3 separate regions of the Mus musculus genome follow, and regions 1 and 3 are each linked to region 2. The links are chromatin contacts, called in public HiChIP or PLAC-seq maps. All regions are on one chromosome and are shown on one strand. The core of a region is the stretch at or near the end of the contact, and the rest is flanking DNA. Distances in the headings are between cores, read along the strand shown.

What was found. HiChIP or PLAC-seq counts read pairs in DNA pulled down with a chosen protein or histone mark.
Region 1: a contact with region 2 is called in an H3K4me3 HiChIP or PLAC-seq map of stem cell-derived neural progenitor cells, with 8 times the contacts expected there. The contact joins the enhancer-like site here to the promoter of Cbln4 in region 2. A contact is called at or near these places in 21 of 39 promoter capture datasets (the 3T3-L1 cell line, 3T3-L1-derived adipocytes, the C10 cell line and 14 more), 1 of 15 datasets of contacts at CTCF or cohesin (stem cell-derived epiblast-like cells), 19 of 484 Hi-C or Micro-C datasets (cerebral cortex, cortical neurons, cranial neural crest and 3 more), 9 of 115 datasets of contacts at active chromatin or transcription factors (SST interneurons, embryonic forebrain, embryonic limb bud and 4 more) and 2 of 9 other capture datasets (adipose tissue and embryonic stem cells).
Region 3: a contact with region 2 is called in an H3K27ac HiChIP or PLAC-seq map of embryonic stem cells, with 10 times the contacts expected there. The contact joins the enhancer-like site here to the promoter of Cbln4 in region 2. A contact is called at or near these places in 10 of 39 promoter capture datasets (the 3T3-L1 cell line, cranial neural crest, embryonic stem cells and 5 more), 1 of 484 Hi-C or Micro-C datasets (nephron progenitors), 4 of 115 datasets of contacts at active chromatin or transcription factors (embryonic forebrain, embryonic hindbrain, embryonic stem cells and 1 more) and 4 of 9 other capture datasets (adipose tissue, embryonic stem cells, liver and 1 more).

The regions. Positions count from the first base shown.
Region 1 is chr2:171,489,188-171,492,879 of GRCm38.p6, forward strand. No RefSeq gene overlaps it. Among named protein-coding and RNA genes, the nearest start is that of Gm35434, 130 kb to the left of the region's middle. Within about 2 kb of position 1,999, at least 2 of the 459 cell types and tissues checked have an H3K27ac peak or open chromatin away from gene starts, as enhancers often do. A contact at or near this core is called in stem cell-derived neural progenitor cells, where this site is marked.
Region 2 is chr2:172,041,633-172,044,983 of GRCm38.p6, forward strand. It overlaps Cbln4 (cerebellin 4 precursor protein), which reads right to left and starts at 1,834. Exons shown (of 3, transcript NM_175631.3): 1 at 385-1,834. The coding sequence starts at 666.
Region 3 is chr2:171,118,574-171,121,909 of GRCm38.p6, forward strand. No RefSeq gene overlaps it. Among named protein-coding and RNA genes, the nearest start is that of Gm46779, 98 kb to the right of the region's middle. Within about 2 kb of position 1,963, at least 9 of the 459 cell types and tissues checked have an H3K27ac peak or open chromatin away from gene starts, as enhancers often do. A contact at or near this core is called in embryonic stem cells, where this site is marked.

The sequences.
Region 1 (3,692 bases), core at 749-3,248, 550 kb before region 2:
GCTAGAACTACTAGTGATGGGTATTGTTAAATATCCATTGGCTGGGTCTTTCTTCTTCCTCTGAGTTCCTATTACATTCTGACCTTTCTGAAGATGCTAGAGGAGCTGCATTTGGTCACTTGTCAATGCTGAAATCATAGGACAGATAGCGCTGGGTCTAGCTATATATGATCCGATTCCTGCTTCTTTTCTCTAGGTTGCTCCTTGGGTTGTATCTCTGTTTCTGGGTTGCAAATACCTTTGATAAAGGACTAGGCCTGGGGGCACCCACAGCCACCACCTGAGAGCAGAGCAGACTGCCTCTTAGTATCTGCATTGCTTGTCTCCTCTCATCTAGAGTCCCTGGGAGCCACCTCAAGCTTAGGCTCAGAACCTTGTAGCTTGGCCATGGCTTCCAGCTCAAGTACTCTCTCCAAACTGAAGCCTATTTGTATAAATCTAATAAAAGATCTGGGGTTCTGATTTCCAGCTGTCCTTACTTTTTTTTTTCTACTTTGAAGTTAATATAGAACTCAGGGGGTGGGAGGATGAGTCCCTAGCTGTTATCTCTCTAATCTCAGTGTACACACCAAATCAACAACAATTGCTGTGGTTCAGCAAGGAGAAACCCCAGCCTAAACGGTCCCTCAGTCTCTTCCTTGCATCCCCTACTTCTGCAACACGCCCTGAAAATCTGGGTTATCCTATAGAGCTCTTTTCAACCGTTTTTTATTGAGTCTTTTCAATTGGCCATGTCCTGCCCTGGGTGATAGTGGGATATAAAAATGTTCAAGTCTGATAAATTAAAGCTGTGTGTGAGGTATAGTCCACACTATCTGCTCTCAGAATCAATCTCTCTCTCTCTCTCTCTCTCTCTCTCTCTCTCTCTCTCTCTCTCTCTCTCTTTTTCTCTCTCTCTCCTATAAATGTCTCAGCTCTGATCCCTCTCCACATCTACATATTTGCTGTCCATCACCTGGTTTATTCTAGTTATTTACTGAAACTAACATGAATTGTTACATCACGTATTTAGCTGTTAGTGATGAGTTGCTGGTCAAAAGTGTAGACCCTGTGAGGTTCATGACACTGCCAGCTGCTGACCCCATTCTATTCTCCTGTGCTCACTTAAAATGAGAAATGTTCCCCATTGGCTCGGATACTTGAACACGTGGTCCCTAGGTGGAGGTTTAGAAGGCTCAGCCTTGTTGGAGGAAATACGTCTGTAGAGGACAGGATTGAGAGATTAGGACCTCACTTCGGCTCCAGTTCTCTTTCAGCTTCATCCCTGACTTTGAAAACAAACGTGAGCTCTCGGCTTGTTGCTTCTGCCAACATGCCTGCTGCTCTCTGCCATACTTTCACTCCATAAAAGATTCTTATGCCTCTGGAATGATAAACCCAAATAAGGTCTTTCTTCTGTAAGTTGCCTTGGTCATGGGGTTCTAGCATCACAAGAGACAGGTAACTAATGTGTTCTAAAACCAGTTTGTTAATTGAACAGCCAATGTGTTGAGATGAGGCAGGCAGTCACAGTGAATTGACAAAGGAAATCCCTTTGGAAGCAAGTCAGCGATGTTTTTGCTTTTCCTTTTGAAAGCTAGGAGTGGCTTCAAAGAAAAAAGTACCCCTGCCCTGATAGCCGTAAGTAGATATGGGATTGGAAAATACATTCGTGTTGTGAACATAGCTGTGTATAAATACAGCCTAGATGCCACAAGACCCATTTTGACTCCAGGAGCAATAGACTACATTTTTCCCTTTAGTCTTGCTGACTCGTTTATATGCTCAATGGCCTGCATCCTACTGGCTCTTCTTTGGCATAAAGAGACATTTCCAAATGTGGGCAAATTCTCTCTGTATTCATGTGGAGAAAGGATACTATGCCAAAGGTTTAATTCGTCCTCCTTTTGTCTAAGGAAGTTTCTGTCTGACATTGAAGCCAGCCAGAGCTTACCCCAGCTGTGAGATTGTGGGTCAAGTTTTAGCAACAGTTCACGGAACAATGATTTTCTTCAGTTGAATCTCATTGTTGCTGGGGCTGCTCCCTCTATGCTGTCCCGGGAGCTTCCGAGGAAGGTTTATCTATCTTGTGTTTCCCAAATGGACTCTGCTGTCACTAGCAAAAGTCATTCATTAAATACTTAATCATCTCTATCTGGCCCTAGCTTTGTCTCTGCACAGAACAAAATAAATGGTCACCCTCTTCTTTATCCTACTCATGAACACATTTGATCATGTTGTTCCTAACACTTAATCATCTAAAATTCTTTTTTATGTTCTGACTTCCCCTTGTGAGAATTTTCTCCTGGGTGTGGGCTCGTCCTTCTCCTGCTTGATTCCCACCGTGCACGGCACGCAGAATAGCCACAAATATTTGCTGAACAAATGAGCTTTGTAAATAGTAACTTGCATAAACATGAGACTATGTAAATCGCCATAAATATTGAGCACACAAAGTATATTGTGTACATATTTGTATGGTTTCTCAAGATTAAATAAAAAGTGCTTAATGCCCATCATAAAGATACCTATTAAAACTCTTGGTTTGATTGGCTTTGTAAAAACAAACCATATAGTGGAATTACCATATACTGTAACAGCTGGAGAACTTGGCATAGGGTAGACATGTGATCACAAATATAGACATTACATGATATTGCCTTTAGGGTGTGTGTGTGTGTGTGTGTGTGTGTGTCTGTGTGTGTGTGTGTGTGTGTGTGTGTGTGTGTGTCTGTGTGTGCATTAATAACCATTTGATGCTGAGACATTTTTGTTTCAATGCTACTAAGTATTTACTGCTTTGTGGCTGCTATTCTGATAGTTGGTGGGATAAGCTGGAGAAGTGTGTTTCTCATGACAGCTCAGTCAAGTCTGATGATGTTTATTAAGCATCCTCTTGCTGCCCGAATAAGTAATGCTGTGACTAGACCCAATGTGTTGGCCTTGAATTTTTCTTTTGCATCGTGTTACTAGACGTACAAATTTTACCGATGACCCTCAAGATGTGTATGGAACATACAGAATTATTATTCAATTAACCTAGTCAATTATTAGGGGATGTCCTTGTCAGGAGGCCTTTGTTGGTGGGACCTGTCTCAGAGGCATGGATATTTCTCAAGGGGTGTAGACCAGAGCTTTTCCAAGAGGCTGCTCAAAGTACTGAGAGGTTGCCCACACCCGAAGCCTTCCTCTTCTCACTTGACTGAGCAGAGCTATGCTGTGCTAAGGTCAGCAGCAGCAGCAGCAGCAGCAGCAGCAGCAGCAGCAGCAGCAGCAGCAGCAGCGTTTTCTTTAGTGCTAGATCAATGGGTGTCACTGAGATTATAAAGGAAGTGTGGCTAAGGCACACACACAAAAAAAATAGCATCTGAGATAGATAAAACTTCAAGTGAGTTACGGCTGTGAATCGTGTGACCCTCTCAAGGAACCCAGGGCAGGAAGACAGCAGGGAATCATGGAGGTGATAAAGCCAAGATGGGGTCACCAAGGAAAGCTGCCCTTTCTGAGTCACTCCCCGACGCTGTTTCCATGCCTGCGGTGCCACAGGCAGGTTGAAAGCCTGATCTACAGACTTTTCTCGGCATCCCTCTCCCTCTCCGAGAGGGGCACCTCAGAGCCCATCTCTCCTTCCCCCATCCCTACAATTTCCTCAGAGCACGTGGCTGGCTGAAGTGTTTACTTAAACCATCTCAGCTGCAGCCGCGGGCATCCTG
Region 2 (3,351 bases), core at 584-3,083:
GGCCCCCTCAGAAACGCCTCCAGGGCACCTGCTGATAAGTCTGAGCCAGAGGCCCAACTTCTCTACCAATAGATCTCAGCATCCAGGGACAGTATTCCCTTCAGCCCCTGATGACCTGTTGCTGTTAAACTTGTCGTATCTCCAGGTGCTTTCCTCTGCGCTCCCAAGCCACCCACCGCGCAGGCCTGTGCCAAAGACTACGGGACTGAATGGAGGCTGTGGTTGCTGGGGAAGGGAGGCAGCTCTGAGTTTCAAACTGATACCGTCAGTTGATAAAACGATCTCGCCACATCCTATTCATATTAGCTGAATCTGGGCATGCAGCCCCCGATACCCAGAGACCACCCATCCCCATATGCGCTCTGCATCCCTCGGGAGTCTGACCTGATCAAAGTAAATGATGCGAGTCTTGTTGCTCATCTCAGATGGCTCGTGGTTGGTGCTCCGAACCGCCGAAAAAGCCACCTTGGAGTTTGCTGCCCGGACCGATATCCCCAGAGGGGAAGATGATGATCCCTTGGAGTCTGTAGCTGGGTTCGAGTCGCACACCACCAGACACTTGCCCTCCAGAACGATCGGTTCCGTGTCATTCTGTGCCCAGACAGGCAGCACTAGAATCAGCAGAACGGCTGGTACCACGGACAGCGCCCGGCGCGCGGAGCCCATGGTGAGCCGCGTGCGCAAGCGGCAGCCTGGCGCTTCTGCTCCCAGGCGGCGCCTGCTACCCCGGGATCCGGGAGCTCGGGAAGACGCCAGTGGCTAGATCGACAGCGCTGCAGGAACAGCGGCGGCGGCGGCAGCAGCGGCGCGCGCACTTCCACCAATTCTCAGGACTGAAGTCTCCCTTCGAACTGGCTGGCTGGCTCTGTTACCTTTGTCCTTTAAGGAGCTCATGCAGAACTCCTACCCTAACTCCTCCACCCCCAAATCAGTTTTGCCTGGGGCCACGGCACCCACACTTGTCCCTTGACATCTAAAAAGTCTCCAGACCCTCTCAGTCACACCTCAAAAGAACAAAATAAATTCTCACCCCGAACCCAAGCACTCCTGGTGAAGCACAGAGCTGAAGACACAGAGGGGACTCCGCGAGTAAACGCTAGCAAAGGTGGCTAGTGCCGAGCGGTGCGGGTGTCGGTCCTGTCCGAGGGACTCTGGTTGGCGCAGGAACAAATTACAGAGGCAGGAGGTGTTTCCGGGGATGAGAAGAATGCCAGGTTATGTCCATGGCTAGGATGCTAGCGACTTCCACTTGCGCTTGGTCAAAAATTCCCCCAAAGCCCGGTGTCACTCCGACGCAGGTAGGCGGCAGCTGAGTGCCCGTCGCCAAAAGCAGTTCTAAGGTGCAGGGCGCCTACTGCCCTGGGTTCCCGCGTCCCTGCGCACAACTTTGTGTCTCAGCGTGCAGTGCAGCCGGAGGGACAGCGCCGAGAGGGCACCCGCGCGCTATTTATAGGAGTGCTGCCTGCAGATGGCTTTGGCTCGCCCGCTCATCCCGTGGATCCCCGGAAAGCAGAAAAGGCGTCCGTTGACCCCAGCGGAGCAGCGCCTGTGTGACGTTGAACGCACCCGGACAGAGCGGGACGCACGGCGCTGCCGGCTGCCAAGGTCTGAGGTCACTTGATCCCCCCGAAATCGCACTTTGTGTACCCAGAGGATGATGCTCACCTGCCTGCACCTGCCAGGGGTCCGCGGCTGCTCGCCGCCAGCTCCACCTGGACCCGCAGAGGGAGTTGTGGGTCCCCTCACCCTGCCCTGCGCAAGACTCTCTGAACCGAACGTGGCGCTGCCAGCTCAGATGTGGAGATGGAAGGACCTCGGCGAATCTGCGCGGTTTGCTATCTGACGCTAAGAGGACCAGCCAGTGTCCCCCAACTGCGCCTGGTCAGGAGCTTGTCCCACGTAACCCTCGAGCCTGGAGAGCCCAGAAAAGCCCGGGGGCAGTTCTGTGCCCTGGGCGGGGCGGGTGTGGAGGAGGCGCCTGTTTTTTTTTCTTCTGCTCAAGAGGATGAGCCTCGGAACCCACTGGGGCTCGCCTTCTCACGCTGTGCAGCCATCCCAATCAGGGGCAGGAACAATCATAGTGAACAGTATCCCTTAAATGTAACAATTAAAATGCACACCCCGAGAGTACTGCACCCTCTCCCTCTTTGATGTTCCTCCCCTGTGCACTCCACTGCCATCTTGGCCTCTGACTGGCAACTTATTTTCCTTTTCGGAAGCCACGGAAGGGAAGCGGGGAAGCAGAGCTTGGCTTTGGAGTTGGCTGCATGAACCTGACCAAGACCTTAATGAGTGGCCAATACTACCCAAACTAAGGGCCCCGGCTTTCTGGTTCAGTATTCTTTGGGGTCAGGACACTCCCAAATTCCTTGTTGACTTCTCTTGACTTCAGCTGCAGGAGAACAGTGCAGCTATTCTCTAATCAAAACAACGTCCCTGTGGAAGCCACCAGCCACTCAGACCTCCTGATTAGTACGTACTGGTTGCAAATTGTTTAGAGGTTGAGTCATGTCCTTGGGTCAGATTAAGCTTCCCAGATGGTCCTGTGCGTTCTTGGAATGGCGTTCGAGCTCTTCCTCTGCAGAATCCAGACAGACCTACATCTTTAGTCTGATCTCCTAAGGTTCTCCAAGGGAATGTGTGCCGCAAGCTCATGCTGAAATTCCAAGTATTAAGATACAAGATGCCCCTAGGGTTGATCCTTAGCCCCAACTTCTTATAGTGATATAAAGATGTGCTGTCTGGAAACACAGTTGAGGGAGGTAGTCAGTGCAGCTTGTGAGTTGCTGGGGCTCTGGGGCTATGCTATTTGTAACAATGTTGCATATCTTTCATCGAAGCTCTAAAAAAAAAACAGAAAAGCTTGCCAGGCCTTTAGGAGAGTGCCACCTTGACACCACCGTAAACTTCATATAGTTTCTCATCTGACCTTTTCTGATGTCCTTATTCAAACACTGATCACTAGTCATTGCAGTGCCTGTGGCACTTCCGTGGTGTGTGTGGGTGTGGGTGTGTATACATATGTGTGCATGTGTGTGCAAATGTATGTGTATGTGTGTGTAAATGTATATGCACATATGTATGTGTGTATGTATGTGTACATGTATATGTCTATGCATGTTCTATTGTGTGTGCATGCATGTGTGTGCATGTGTGTATGTGTACATGTATATGTCTATGGATGTTCTATTGTGTGTGTGTGCATGCATGTGTGTGCATGTGTGTATGTGTGTGCATGTGTGTATGTGTACATGTATATGTCTATGCATGTTCTATTGTGTGTGTGCATGCATGTGTGTGCATGTGTGTATGTGTGTGCATGTATGTGTATATATGTGTGCATGTGTGTAC
Region 3 (3,336 bases), core at 713-3,212, 920 kb before region 2:
TGACCTTGACCTAGCCTCCCTTCCTCTCCACGAGCAGTGTTGGTCAACTGAATGGTTCACCCCTGAGGTTCTTCCACAGGACTCAAACAATGAGAGCCAGTTCATTGTGGACTTTACATTAGTTTTTTCTTCCTCATTTAAGTAACAAAATGCCCAACAGAAATAGTTTAAAGAAGAAAGATTGGTTTGGCACACGGTGGTGGAAGGGTCAGTGTATCATTGTCTGCTTTCACTTACTTGGGTGTGGTGCCAGGTCTGTAAAGAAAACTGAGAAAATGCTTCTGGAGTTGGTGGGTATGAGGCAAGGGAGAGGGGGATCCGCACAGGATTCAGGGCAAGGTTTAACTTCCAATGGTGCATCCCGTGACCTACCATCTACATGGAGGCCCTGTCCCCAACCCAACTGCATTTCCCAAGAACTCCATCATGTCATGAGTCCATCAAAGGCATGATCAATTCTTTAGATGGGAGACCTCATGATATCTAACTGTCATGCCCAGAAAGTGTGCTTTAGCGATTCCCCTAAGCAGTTTCACCAAGAGCTGATGAAGGTGGTCGTTGTGCAGTGGTAAAGATGCTGGCTTCCAAGCCTTACATCCCGAGTTCAAATCCCGAATCTTAAATACTAGAAGGAAAGAACCCCAAAGTCATTATCTGACTGCCGTGTGCATACAAGGGCACATACGTGCATGCATGCGCCATACATGCAGATAGAATAAATAAATGTTTATGTTGCAACTTAGAAAATTGTTTAATAGAAAAATAATCACCTCAGACCAGCAGTTCTCTCCCCGTGGGTCTAATATCAGATATCCTGCATATCAGATATTTACATTATGATTCACAACACTGGTAAGCTTACAGTTATAAAGTAACAATGAAAATTTTGTAATGGGGGGGGTCACCACACCATGAGAAAAGGTCTCAGGACTAGGAAGGTCGAGAACAATGCTGTACATAGACATGTCGGAAACGTCAAGTCAAAGGACACCTTCGTTTTTTTATAGTTGGTCTTCTCAGAAGCTCGTGACAGGAACTGAAAATTACCTAACACGATTGCTAAGACAAAAGGATTAGCACACATCGCCATACGTTTACCCTGAACTTCTTTTGTGCCTGGAAAAGCCAGCACCATGAGTGTCAGACTCTTTGATTGACACTGTCAAGCATCATGTGACCGAAACAGAGGAGCACAACCTGTAGTGTGGCTAGGTGTGGCAGTATTTGCCTGCAGTTGGGAGGCAGAGGCAAGAGGAGTGTATGTTTGAGGTCAGCCTGCTGGGCTTCCTGGAATGATGGGTCTCACAAAATGTGTGATGTGAAATGATGCCGCCTTAGGGATGAGTGGTCCCCAGGAATGCCGAGGGCAGACTGGTGACCATGAAGTCATCCCATACAGGTGTCTTTGGAAACTTCTGGAATTGTTGTATAAAGGTAGTTAAAAACCAAAGTGGGGAGCCGGGCGTGGTGGTGCACGCCTTTAATCCCAGCACTCGGGAGGCAGAGGCAGGCGGATTTCTGAGTTCGAGGCCAGCCTGGTCTACAGAGTGAGTTCCAGGAAAGCCAGGGCTACACAGAGAAACCCTGTCTCGAAAAAAAAAAAAAAAAAAAAAACCAAAGTGGGGGTGGGATGGGGATGTAGCTCAGATGGTAGAATTCTTGCCGAGTCAACAGAAAGCTTTGGCTTTGGAATCCAGAACTCCGTACACTGGGTGTGGTTTGGCTTTGGAATCCGTACACTGGGTGTGGTTTGGCTTTGGAATCCGTACACTGGGTGTGGTTTGGCTTTGGAATCCGTACACTGGGTGTGGTTTGGCTTTGGAATCCGTACACTGGGTGTGGTTTGGCTTTGGAATCCGTACACTGGGTGTGGTTTGGCTTTGGAATCCGTACACTGGGTGTGGTTTGGCTTTGGAATCCGTACACTGGGTGTGGTTTGGCTTTGGAATCCAGACACTGGGTGTGGTTGTACTGGAGAGCAGAGGCAGAATGAAAAGGCCATTCTTAGTTATGCAAGGAGTTCAAGGCTAGCCTTGGCTACATGAGACCCTGTCACACAAAAGCCAAGGCATAAGTAGATAAAACAATGGAGATCTGGTTGTGATTTCCTGTAACCTCCTCCCGCAACCTGAAGCTCGCTGAACCAGACCTCGACTTTGTTGCCACTAAGGAGATTACCTAGGGTGGAGCCTGCCACCCTGGATCACTCTATTGTTCAGCCACTGTCACTGCTGCTACCTGCTTAGCTATTCCTGAGACTACATCCTATCCTACACGTGGTCACCTGCAGTTGGGCTCCAAGGATGATTTGGCGGGAATGGGCTTCCCCCCTCCTTTATAAAGGGTGTCTGCCATTCTGCCATTAAAAATTTGAACCTTGAGCAGAATACTGTCTTGGTTCTATCTCTCTCTCGTCCGCCTAGTTTCCCTCTCTTTCAGCGCTGGCCTGCCTCTCAGGTGTACCTGTCCTTGTGAGCCGCTGGACGGCTCGCAACAATTTCCTAGGGAATCTAAGGGAGCTACTGTCTGCTCAGAGCTAGACAGTACCTTCATGCCAGTGTCTCAAGCCCATCCTTTCTCTCCATAGCTGGCCGGGACTACGATATTTCCATATCACACAGGGAGACGCAGAGGGTAACATGAGTCTTGGTGTCTTCAGTAGGGACTGAGGTTCATTCGTTCTCTTGTAGAGAAGCTTCACCCCTGAGGTTATTGAAACCCGAGTCTACCTATCTGGACCTCAGGTGGGAAGTGTCAGCCAGAGAGAATAACTCAGAACTCAACTCGTGTGCCTTAGAGAGGAGCTGAAGACAGGAAGTGCTGGGCTCAGTGGAGATCCAGCACTTATCGCCTGAAGTTGAGTATTATCTTTGTGCCACTGGATGGAATGTGCAGCCTCACCAGACAGAGCACCACAGTCGGTACACTACTGGTTTGAGAGCATCAGGGAATCCCACAAGGTGTGTGGAGCATTGGTACTTTAAAGCAAAGACAACAGGCCCATGCAGGGGGATATCTGGCTTCTTAAATGTTTGGTGTTAAGGATAATGAGGAGGCAGAAGAAATCTGAAATTCAGGAGGAGGGTCTGTGATCCATGCTAGCTGTACCCTCACCCCATGTTTTAGACCCTAGGAGTAATGCATGGATAAGGACCTGTCATACTGTGTCAAAAGAAATGTCACCTCAGAGTGGAAGGTTTAAGAGCTAAGGAAGAAACACATGGGACACAATATACATATCAAGGATGGCATTAAATCAGAGTTATTAAAGGAATCTTGCAGAACAGGCCAGTCTGAACACTGTCAGTCTCTCTGGGTTCCCTGCCAGGCATAGAA